Regions from separate parts of the Sus scrofa genome. Here regions 1 and 3 are each linked to region 2. The links are chromatin contacts, called in public HiChIP or PLAC-seq maps. All regions are on one chromosome and are shown on one strand. Each heading gives the region's core, a stretch centred on a gene start, on an enhancer-like site or on the middle of the called end of the contact. The rest is flanking DNA. Distances are from core to core; before and after follow the strand shown. Region 1 has its middle 46 kb from the start of TARBP1. Region 2 has its middle 160 kb from the start of TOMM20. Region 3 has its middle 15 kb from the start of IRF2BP2.

Region 1 (3,253 bases), core at 475-2,974, 350 kb after region 2:
AAAGCTTTAAAATAAACTCAAACAAAAAATAACGCCACTATCTCCACTGGTGTTCATCCTTCCCTCTCACTCCCAACCCAATTTTATGATCGTTATTATTTATACTCTGAAAATCTGGGAATCAAAAATGCTTTTGTTGTTGGTCTGCTCTGAAAGACGACAGAGTTCCCTTCCCTCGGAGTATAACCTAGTAAAGAAAGAGAATATGCATAATTGAAGTGAGTTTTTAAAATGGGTTCTTCTTTATCACTCTTGGACAGTTAAAATTGCCATGCTTGAGGAAGAAAATGCAAAGTGGCCCCACAGCGCATTACGGAGGACACTTGACATACGCATTCAATCCAAGCCTGATGAAAATTTGCATAATTCTTCTTCTCCTTATTTATTCTAAAATAATTGAAAAGCAGTGGTCTTGAAGACAGAAATTTTTGAAAAGCAATATTTCACGCATAGGTTTAAAAGGAATCAGCCCATTTGTTCAATAATGAAAAAAATCATTATTTTCACATTCCCACCTAATGTCTTCTGTTTTCTTCCATCCTCATTTAGCTCAACTGGGAATTAGGCACATCTTAGTTATGCTAAAAAAACACACAAAAAACTAATATCATGAAATAGTAGTATCTTTCATCAACAATAGGACTTACTCTACAGAAAAGACCCTGACTATGTCAGGTGTGGCTTAGATTTGTTTTTTGTTTGTTTGTTTGGGGCTGCACTTGCAGCACATGGAGGTCCCCAGGCCAGGGGTCTAATCTGAGCTGTAGCTGCCGGCCTACACCACAGCCACAGCAACCCCAGATCGGAGCCGCATCTGCAACCTACACCACAGCTCATGGCAATGCCGGATCCTTAACCCACTGAGCGAGGCCAGGGATCGAACATGTGTCCTCATGGATGCTAGTCAGATTCGGTTCCACCGAGCCACAACAGGAACTGCCAGATTTGTATTGGACCTTCATTTCTTTTCCTTCCCCATTTTTGGCACAATGTATAGGTTTGAGCACACTGGAATCCGGAGTTCTCTTTCTGTGTATACGTATTTTTTCCTTTACTATCTTCTATAAAAGGAGCCTGCTATTGATTGCAGCTGACTGTGCCGCTTGAGTTGATATCCAAGCGACGCTAACCCAGATAGGGATTAGCATGACATCAGCCGTCAGGCGAGGGAGCCTGGCGGAGCGCCAGCCTGTAAAAACGGAACACGTTTGCGTCACCGTTCCCTTGGTAATGCTTCTTGGAGCCTTGTCAGCTGTCCCCTGAGGTTGTTTCCTTAATATGTCAACAGACATTCCTGAATCTTTAATGCTGAATAGCTCTTTTCCTTTTCCAAAAACACTTAGGTGACCAAGCAGCTGGGACATTCTGTTGGCGTGATCTTTTAAAATGCAATTTCTTTCATGAAATAGGTGTTTTGTTCGAAACATTCTAGGGGATTTAAAGAGGTTTCGATTTCTGCTTCTCGGTGTTAGAAGACCTGTTTTTTGAACAAACGGGGCAGCTGGTTTCAGGCTGGGCGCTGCTTCTCTGCTTTTATCTTCTTTGGGAAAAGCCCTGATTCCCTCTGCAGCTTCTCCAAACCATCCAATTATCCTGTTCCAGTGTGACATTTCACAGGGCACAGTGGCTGGTTGAAAGACCCGGCTGGAATTTGCCCCCATGTATGATTCGCCCTCTGACCTTGCTCTGAGAAAGTCTGCGGGTGAGACGGAAGAACACGTGGGCAGTGACCTTGAGTGTTGTTCCCTCCTTACCCCCAGCCACAGATAAGAAAGATTTGTCACCCGTTACCCACGTGATAGCTATTTCCTCATTTTCCCGAGGTCTTTATTTGCTGTTCTGGTAACTTGATCTCCACTTTCATCTTGAAATCTTTTACTTTGAAGAGTCCCATAGCCAAAGCTAACATCCCTTCCTTCTCTTTCCGAAAGTAAACATAGCTCCTTGAAGTTGAGTGACTTCCCACTGCACAATAACCTTCCAGACTGTTGTGCAGTTGCTATAGCAGTTAATCTCCGTCAATAGTTCGAACATCGTAAATTTGGAGAGAAGTCATTTGGTGTGGGGTTGGGGGGTAGGGTGGGAGGTAGGTTATGAAATTAAATTAATCGCAAGTGACTTTGAGGGAGGATTTGGGGGGGAAGCCACTTCTGCCTGCCTGAGCATCAGACCCAATGCAGAGGGGCGCCTTTCACCACCAGCTGGTGGGGGGTCGCGGGTTTTTTCCGGCGGAAATACGCCAAGAGCACTGAGAGTCTGCTGCCCCGGGCTCTGCCTCTGGGCGGGGGCTGCTAAGAGCTCTGCTTCCTCCTCTGCCAGCTGACGGAACAATCCCCCTTCTGTCCTGCCGTTCCTGTTCCCTTGGTGTCCGGCCTCCTGGGAGCCCCGCCATCATCCCCACTGAAGAAGGTCCCCGCTGGTTCACCGGAGGAGAAGGGAATTGGGGCTGCCCAGAAGGGGAGAGGTGTAGAATCCCTGGGTTTTAGAACTGAAAAGAATTTTTAGAGACTTAGTGAAACCCAAGATCATCATTTGTTTTAAGAATGAGAAATCCGAGGCCCAGAGAAGCTGAATGAGTTTGCTGGTGTGGCCAAGTTGGTGTCAGGCCTAGGAGGAGAATAGGTCTCTCTCCCTGGCCTGAGCCTATCTCAGCATAGCTGCCTGCTCTCCTTCAGGGGAAGGGCCAGGTGGGGCAGAAGCTGGTCTTCTTTGTGCGGTCAGTGCGCTTTCCAGTGGAGTGTGATGCTCGAGGACCACTGAGACTGTGGGCAGCCTGGTTCTGAGCATAAGGATGAAGTTCAACTCAGGAGAGGAGGGGGAGGGGCACCTGGACACATCTCACTTCTCCTGGCTTTGCTGGGTGCCCACAGGAGAGCCTGTCTGCCCTCCACCTGGACTGGCCCGGCACGCAAGACCCAGACTGCACTTATCCCCTGGCAGGACTGGAGAGGCAGCACAGGAAGCCCAGCGGTCACTGCGGGGCCAAAGGCAGAGAACCTGAACAGCTCTGGGGCAGCCTTGAACTAGACTCTTGCTCCTTTAGCCTTGGGAACCAAGAGGGAAAATAACATAGACACGTATAAGGAAGTGGAAAGGAGCCTGTTAACCTGCACGCAGGCTTTTACATCCAGAATAAGTTTTCCTCATCCTTCACCTCTTCCCTCCCTGCAAGCTCTGTATATCAGCTGACGGCTGAGATGGTGCAAAGCTGGCTGAGTTTAGCAACTCTGGTTCCAAGCCAGGACGTTAGGTT
Region 2 (3,204 bases), core at 104-2,603:
CAAAGGAAGGTGGTGTATGTGTGTTGGGGGCTGATGCCCTCTGGGGGCATCGAACCTGTGATGTGGAGGGTGTGAGCCAGGATGGCCCTGGTTGGCCTCTGCAGCATGGATGAGCTAGGTAGGTGCTGGGTGGGCACCAGCCAGGCCAGGATGGCTGCAGTCCCACCTGTGGGCTGTGGGGCAGAGCTGGTGGGTCAGACTGTGAGGGCACATGGGCCATAGCCCCACCGGCCAGTGTCCCCCGCTGCCCAGACCCTGCACCAACATGCAGGGCCTGCTGAAGATTTAGTTCCCTGTTCGCAAGTTTCCTTGAGATCTGAGGAAACAAGAACTTGAACTTGGAGTTCAACACACCCTAGGGAAAGCCACCCTGCCCCTTGGGGCTGGGGGAGGGGCAGGCAGGCCACCACTTGTGGGCGGGGAAGGTTGGCACCACAGTCCTAGGGGCCCCCACGCATCGCAGATTCGCAGACGTGTTGGGTCTCCTGTGACAAATATCTGAACGGTAGTGTTTTGAGGAAGGGGAAACTTTTTCTGTATTTGAAAATGAGCTGGAGAGGGGCCTTGAGGGAGGACAGGAAAGAGTCACCTCAATGCCTTAGAATCCTGACCCTTTGTCGCCCTGTAAAGGGAGAAGAGGCACAGGCAGTGAGGGACGTGGGGCTTTGGGGAGGGGAGAGATTGTGGCCGGGGTGTGGGGGACGGTTACGGGGGAGGGGTGCACTTGAACTGGGTTTTGAAGAGCAGCTGGGTGAGCAGATTAGAGGGAGAGGAAGGTCCAGGCGGGGTTAAGACACAGATGAAGGGGTGAGGGAAGAGCTACCCAAGGAGTGTATGAGGACGTCCCCGACTTTGGGTTGGAGAATCTTAGTGGTTGGGGCCAGGTGGGGAGTCCCTGAAGGCCAGCTTGAGCCGAGGTCGCTGGGTGTTGGGTGCTGGCAGAGGGCAGCTTCGAAAGGGGGGTGCCATTCTGGGATGATCCCACTTCAACACGGGCCTGGCAGGCAGGTGACAGTGGGCATGAGAGGGAGGGCATCTGATGGAGGAGGTTCTCTGGGGGAGACCCAGCAGGAGTCTGGGGCTGGAGGCTGGTCAGACTGGGGCTGGAATTGGGGGGGCGCAGAGGGGAGCTGTTGGAGGTGGGGGGACCTTGGGTGATGACACCCAGTAGACAGCGGGTGTCAGGCCCTTGGAGGACAGCTGAGCAGTCAGGGCCATGAGTGGGGGGTGTCCAGGGGGCACCCTGCCCCAGGGCAAGACTGGCAAGGAAGGCCCCTGGGGAGGGGCAGCTGGGGAAAGCCCACCGTAGGTCACTTCACACGCACACAAAACATTTTTCAGATTTGAAGTGTGTGCACAACTCTGACCTTGTGGAAGGGGGTGGTGATTTCTCATTGTTCTGTGATGTTGGTTTCAGTTTTGTAATGAGTGTTCCTGAAAAAAAAAGAAAAAAAAAAAAAAACAACAAAAAAAACCAACAACTAGCACAATGAACACCCAAAGCCCTTTTGAAGTAGCAGAATGGAAAATAGAACTCTGAAGAAGCAGCGGCTTCCTTTACATCCCCGGGGGGGCCAAGTCTCTCTCTCAGGGTTGTGGAGGGACCTTGAACTCCGCATGTCCCCCACGTGCCCTGACATCTAGCGGGGCTGCACATCTGCGTGGAGAGGTTCCACGCAGCTCCGGTGATTTACACTTCTGTCATCACAGACTTGTCACAGGCTCTGGGACGGTGATTTTGGGGGTGCAGCCCCCTGGCCACAGCTGTGTTTCTGGGCTGATGAGTCAAGATGACTGGGCTGATGGCGGATGGGATGGTGTCTTTTTATATTTTTGGTATGAAGTCTCTTCCAAGTAAATGAAGAGGCTACTTTTGAAAACACCGCCGTGGGAGGAACGGGTGCAGGCGGGTTTGCTCTGGGTGCTGGGGTTTCTCTGCATCCAGCCATCGTTTTCATGTGCTCTCTGGTTCCCCTCAGCAGCCTTCTCCTCCACCCCCCCAACACACGATAATTGTGAGAACAATGAAAATCATCAGCCGTGGACACCCCACACCCTCCCCTGAGTTCTTCCGAAGTACCCCAGAAATCAATAAGTTAGGATAGAGAAAATGACATTTGGCTCTGTCTGGGCTGTCCTGTCTGTGTGCTACTGCTGCTGGGGTGTTGAATGGAAATTCTGAAGTCCTCCCTAACCCCGTCAACTTAGACTGTGCTTCCTGCTTTCCTGTTAGTGCCTACTCTCACCCTGACCGTTCTGACACTGTGACTTACAGATCAACTTTTTTTTTTTTTTTAAACCACAGTTTTAAAAAGCCACACACACACACATACTCACGGGGGGGAAAAACATACAAAACAAAAAACCCTGTTTAAGAGCTGACTAAGGAGTTCCTGTTGTGGCTCAGTGGTAATGAACCCAACTACTATCCATGAAGACTTGGGTTTGATCCCTGGCCTCGCTCAGTGGGTTAAGGATCTGGCTTTGCTGTGAACTGTGGTATAGGTTGCAGATGAGGTTCAGATCCAGAGTTGCCATGGCTGTGGTGTAGGAGGGCAGCTGCAGCTCCCATTCAACCCTTAGCCTGGGAGCCTCTGTATGCTGTGAGCGTGGCCCTAAAAAGACAAAAAAGGAAAGAAAGAAGAAAGAAAAAGAAAGAAAGAAAGAGAGAGAGAGAGAAGGAAAGAAAGAAGGAAGGAAAAAAGAAAGAAAAAAGGAAGAAAGAAAGAAAGAAAGAAAGAAGGAAGAAAGAAAGAAAAAAGAAAGAAAGGAAAGAAAGAAAGAAAAAAGAAAGAAAGAAAGAAAGAAAAAAGAAAGAAAGAAAGAAAGAAAGAAAGAAAGAAAGAAAGAAAGAAAGAAAGAAAGAAAGAAAGAAAGAAAAAACTAAGCACTAAGGCTGGTCCTCCAAGAGCCAGGGCCATGACAAAAATTCTCCATTAGCACATTGTTGTCTAGAGGATGAAAACCTTGCATGGTTCTTTCATCAAGACACACCATCTCTGTTTTAGAGAAAAGCAAACATTTTTGTTGTGGGAAAGACAAGTCAAGTGGCCGAGTGGATTGGTGTCCAAATCAGGCAATACTTATCCAGGCACCCTGCCCGGCTCTGGAAAGGCATGTGTGGGCCTACAGGCAGGAGGGGTCAGCTAGTGCTGTCCTGGCCTCTTTGTGTTCGCCTTTCTGTCCACTCTGATGGTGACTCCT
Region 3 (3,374 bases), core at 120-2,619, 260 kb after region 2:
CACATAGAGAGAACCAGAACACCAAGGACTAAGTCTTAGACAGTGTATAAATTTAAAATATGAAAGTATTCCCAGAATACTTATAATGAACATATAAACCTAAACAAAATCCATTGTCATTACAAGGGCTGCGTTATGACTTCCGTGGTTCCTGGAAATGCTGTGGGCATTAAGGAAAAAACATGTAAAAATTATATCCTACAACTGCAATGGCATAAACACAAATACAACCTACACTGAATTAACTATTCCATTATTTTCTCCCTTCTGACTTTAAAAGAAATTAAGATTAAAATGTTTTCGTGGGTCCCTAAAAGCATCATGAAACCTACTGTGCCTAACCATGTGAATAATCTGAAATAACGGGAAAATTTTTAAAAATCATGTACAGTTGACTTCAGAAAATGTATGTGTGTGTGTTGCTAAAGGAAGGTCAGTCTCTAATTTTAAAGTTATAAGGAAACAGTTCAATCAACCTTGATTCCCATAGGTATATAAACTGTGTTCCCTTGAAGTGACCCTGAACTGAGGTGTGTGACTGGGGAGAGTCAGGGGGAAACTGGACCAATGTTTATCGTATTTTACTGTATTTGAGACAGAAACTTGATTTATTTATTTTTGGCCATGCCTATGGCATGTGGAAGTTCCCAGGCCAGGGATCAAACCCATGCCACAGCAACAACCTGAATCACAGCAGTGAGAGCCCTTGATTCCCAACACTTGATCCTTAACTGCTAGGCCACCAGGGAACTCCCAGAAACTATCTTTTAAATGCCTATTCTGGGGTTCTTTTTTTAACTTTTTTTTTATTTATTACATTTGTAGTTGTACAATGATCATCACAATCCAATTTTATAGGATTTCCATCCTACAACCCCAGCGCATCCTCTCACCCCCCAAACTGTCTCCTTTGGAGACCCTAAGTTTTTCAAAGTCTGTGAGTCAGTATCTGCTCTGCAAAGAAGTTCAGTCTGTCCTTTTTTCAGATTCTGGGGTTCCACCTCTCAGAGAATATGATTCCTTTGTTAAAATGCATCTGGTACAACCCAAAAAGAGTTGTTTTCAAAAGAATTGTGTGTGGGTTTTATATTTGGGGGGCTTAATTCTTAAGTCTGTTTTCTGAATAAAAAATTTAGACCTTAAAAATGTCCATCAAAAAAAAAAAATTGGAAACATAAAACAGGTTCAACTTAACTATGAAGAATTTCCAAGCCTCAAATAAAGAAAAGGATGGATACGTCTGGTGATCTTGAAGGGTTTATTTCACTGTAGCAGAGATTCCAGGAAGAGCAAGGGGTCAAATATCAGGAAAATAACACAAAGGGACAGAGATGAGGAAGCACTTGAATGCCAAAGTTCAAGGCAGTTTATTGAGCATATACTGTGTACTGAGCACTGAAAACTTCAGCCTGGAGTCCAGCAGGGGGTGGAGAGTGGGCAGAGGGCAGATAAAACACACGCATAGGGGCTTCTTAAGTTCTTAACCTCTTTAAATGCAGCAGGTCCAGGATATTACTTTAAGAGCCAAAGTGAGGAAAAATTTAAGGAGTGATAGTGGTAGATGACTCAGAAAGGATTAGCGATAAGACTCTCTTAGACTTGGTCAAAATGAGGTCACTGGCAGCTTTGGTTGATAACTACTTCCCGGAGTGGTGGGTGTGAAGGGATGCAAGTAGCTGGGGTTGTTCCTGAAGTAGGATCCTGAAGTCTGGCCACAGGAGGTAGGACTGTTTGGTTCAAAAGGAGCTCCTGCTGCTTCAGCCTAGTGTGGAAACACCTAACATAACAAAAGCCAGTGTTGATGGAGGGCTTTCCTCTGGGCCTTACACTGTTCAAGGTACTTGACATGTTCCATTTAATCCTCTTAGAACCTCTGCAGGAAGCACGTTTTTAAACCCACCTCTCAGGTAAGGAAATTGAGGCACAGAAAGTTTAAGTAACTTGTCCAGGATCACACAGCTCCTAAAAGTGGCAGAACCAGAATGAGAGCCCCGGCTCTCTGACTCCAGCCCTGCGCTCTTATATTGCTGGGTGATATTTACCCACAGTGAGTGGTCTCTGGGCATGTCAGTAAAGCTCACATTTATCTGTCACTTGCCATTGTATCCATTTATAGAAGCAAGCGGGGTACAGAAGAGCAACTTGCCTGTGTTCACACAGTGATACGGCAGCAGAGGCAGAACCTGCACCCGTTGCAGAGCATGAGTTACTCTCCCACGACTTCAGGGGCTGTAGTCAGGAATGGGGAGCTCTGAGCATCATGTGAAATAGAGCCAGGTGGCTGGGGGAAGGGGTTGGGGGAGCGGGGACTCTGCATCCATTAAAAAGAATAAGCATTTGGCTTGTCTCCAGCCCATATCTGTCTCTGCATCCCCGATGCCACCCAGAGAGGAAAGCTTTACTTGAGAAGAAATGACTTTTTCTCCCTCTGGAAGTTCAGCAAGTGCTGTGGTCTGAAAGCCTTTTCCCATTAGGCCCAGTAGACTCCCCTCTTTGTCCAGATGGATGGGAAGCTCATTCTGAATCAATAACATACCACCTAACATTATTAAAAAATATATACTTGAATAATAATTATATATAATGATACGGTATTATACTAATAATATATGTATACAGAGACATACATACATAAACGGTCATCTTGGTTTTTGCTTTGAGTTCCTAAGAGGAAAAACACAACCTAAGCATAAAGGGCTGTAATTTGTAATTGGCTTCTTTTTTATCATAAGTTAATGACATTGCTTTATCAGCATGGAGTGTGTGTAACTGACCTATTGGCCTTTCTCTGTCCAGTAATGAAAATACGTGCTTGGAAATGTGTGTACATAGACAAAGAGAAAACTAGAAAGATAATTGTTATAATGATTGGGTAATAAAGTTAGGCCCCGATTTTCGTGACTACAGTAATTATTGCTTCTAAGCTTAAGGAAAATGGTGGTAAAACATCCATCAGAAAAGTTGGAAGGGAGACAATTATTACCTGCTGAAAAAAAATCATAGTGCCAGCTTTTGCCTACACTATGGATGCCAGAGATGAGAATAAAAAGTGGTATACATGCACCTTTCCAATGCAATCTGTGTGCATCTTAAAAAGTATGTATTGGTTACATTTTTTTGCTATTTCTTGGGCCGCTCCTGCGGCACATGGAGGTTCCCAGGATAGGGGTCGAATCAGAGCTGTAGCCACCGGCCCACGCCAGAGCCACAGCAACGCGGGATCCGAGCCGCGTCTGCAACCTACACCACAGCTCATGGCAACGCCGGATCATTAACCCACTGAGCAAGGGCAGGGACCGGACCCGCAACCTCATGGTTCTTAGTCGGATTCGTTAACCACTGCACCACGACGGGAACTCCACATTTTTAAAGAT

What was found. HiChIP or PLAC-seq counts read pairs in DNA pulled down with a chosen protein or histone mark.
Region 1: an H3K27ac HiChIP or PLAC-seq map of alveolar macrophages shows a contact between it and region 2. The contact joins two enhancer-like sites. A contact is called at or near these places in 1 of 47 Hi-C or Micro-C datasets (liver) and 2 of 2 datasets of contacts at active chromatin or transcription factors (alveolar macrophages and skeletal muscle).
Region 3: an H3K27ac HiChIP or PLAC-seq map of alveolar macrophages shows a contact between it and region 2. The contact joins two enhancer-like sites.

The regions. Positions count from the first base shown.
Region 1 is chr14:56,622,312-56,625,564 of Sscrofa11.1, forward strand. No RefSeq gene overlaps it. Among named protein-coding and RNA genes, the nearest start is that of TARBP1, 46 kb to the right of the region's middle. Within about 2 kb of position 1,725, at least 70 of the 83 cell types and tissues checked have an H3K27ac peak or open chromatin away from gene starts, as enhancers often do. A contact at or near this core is called in alveolar macrophages and liver, where this site is marked.
Region 2 is chr14:56,273,323-56,276,526 of Sscrofa11.1, forward strand. No RefSeq gene overlaps it. Among named protein-coding and RNA genes, the nearest start is that of TOMM20, 160 kb to the left of the region's middle. Within about 2 kb of position 1,354, at least 29 of the 83 cell types and tissues checked have an H3K27ac peak or open chromatin away from gene starts, as enhancers often do. A contact at or near this core is called in alveolar macrophages and liver, where this site is marked.
Region 3 is chr14:56,529,527-56,532,900 of Sscrofa11.1, forward strand. No RefSeq gene overlaps it. Among named protein-coding and RNA genes, the nearest start is that of IRF2BP2, 15 kb to the right of the region's middle. Within about 2 kb of position 1,370, at least 14 of the 83 cell types and tissues checked have an H3K27ac peak or open chromatin away from gene starts, as enhancers often do. A contact at or near this core is called in alveolar macrophages, where this site is marked.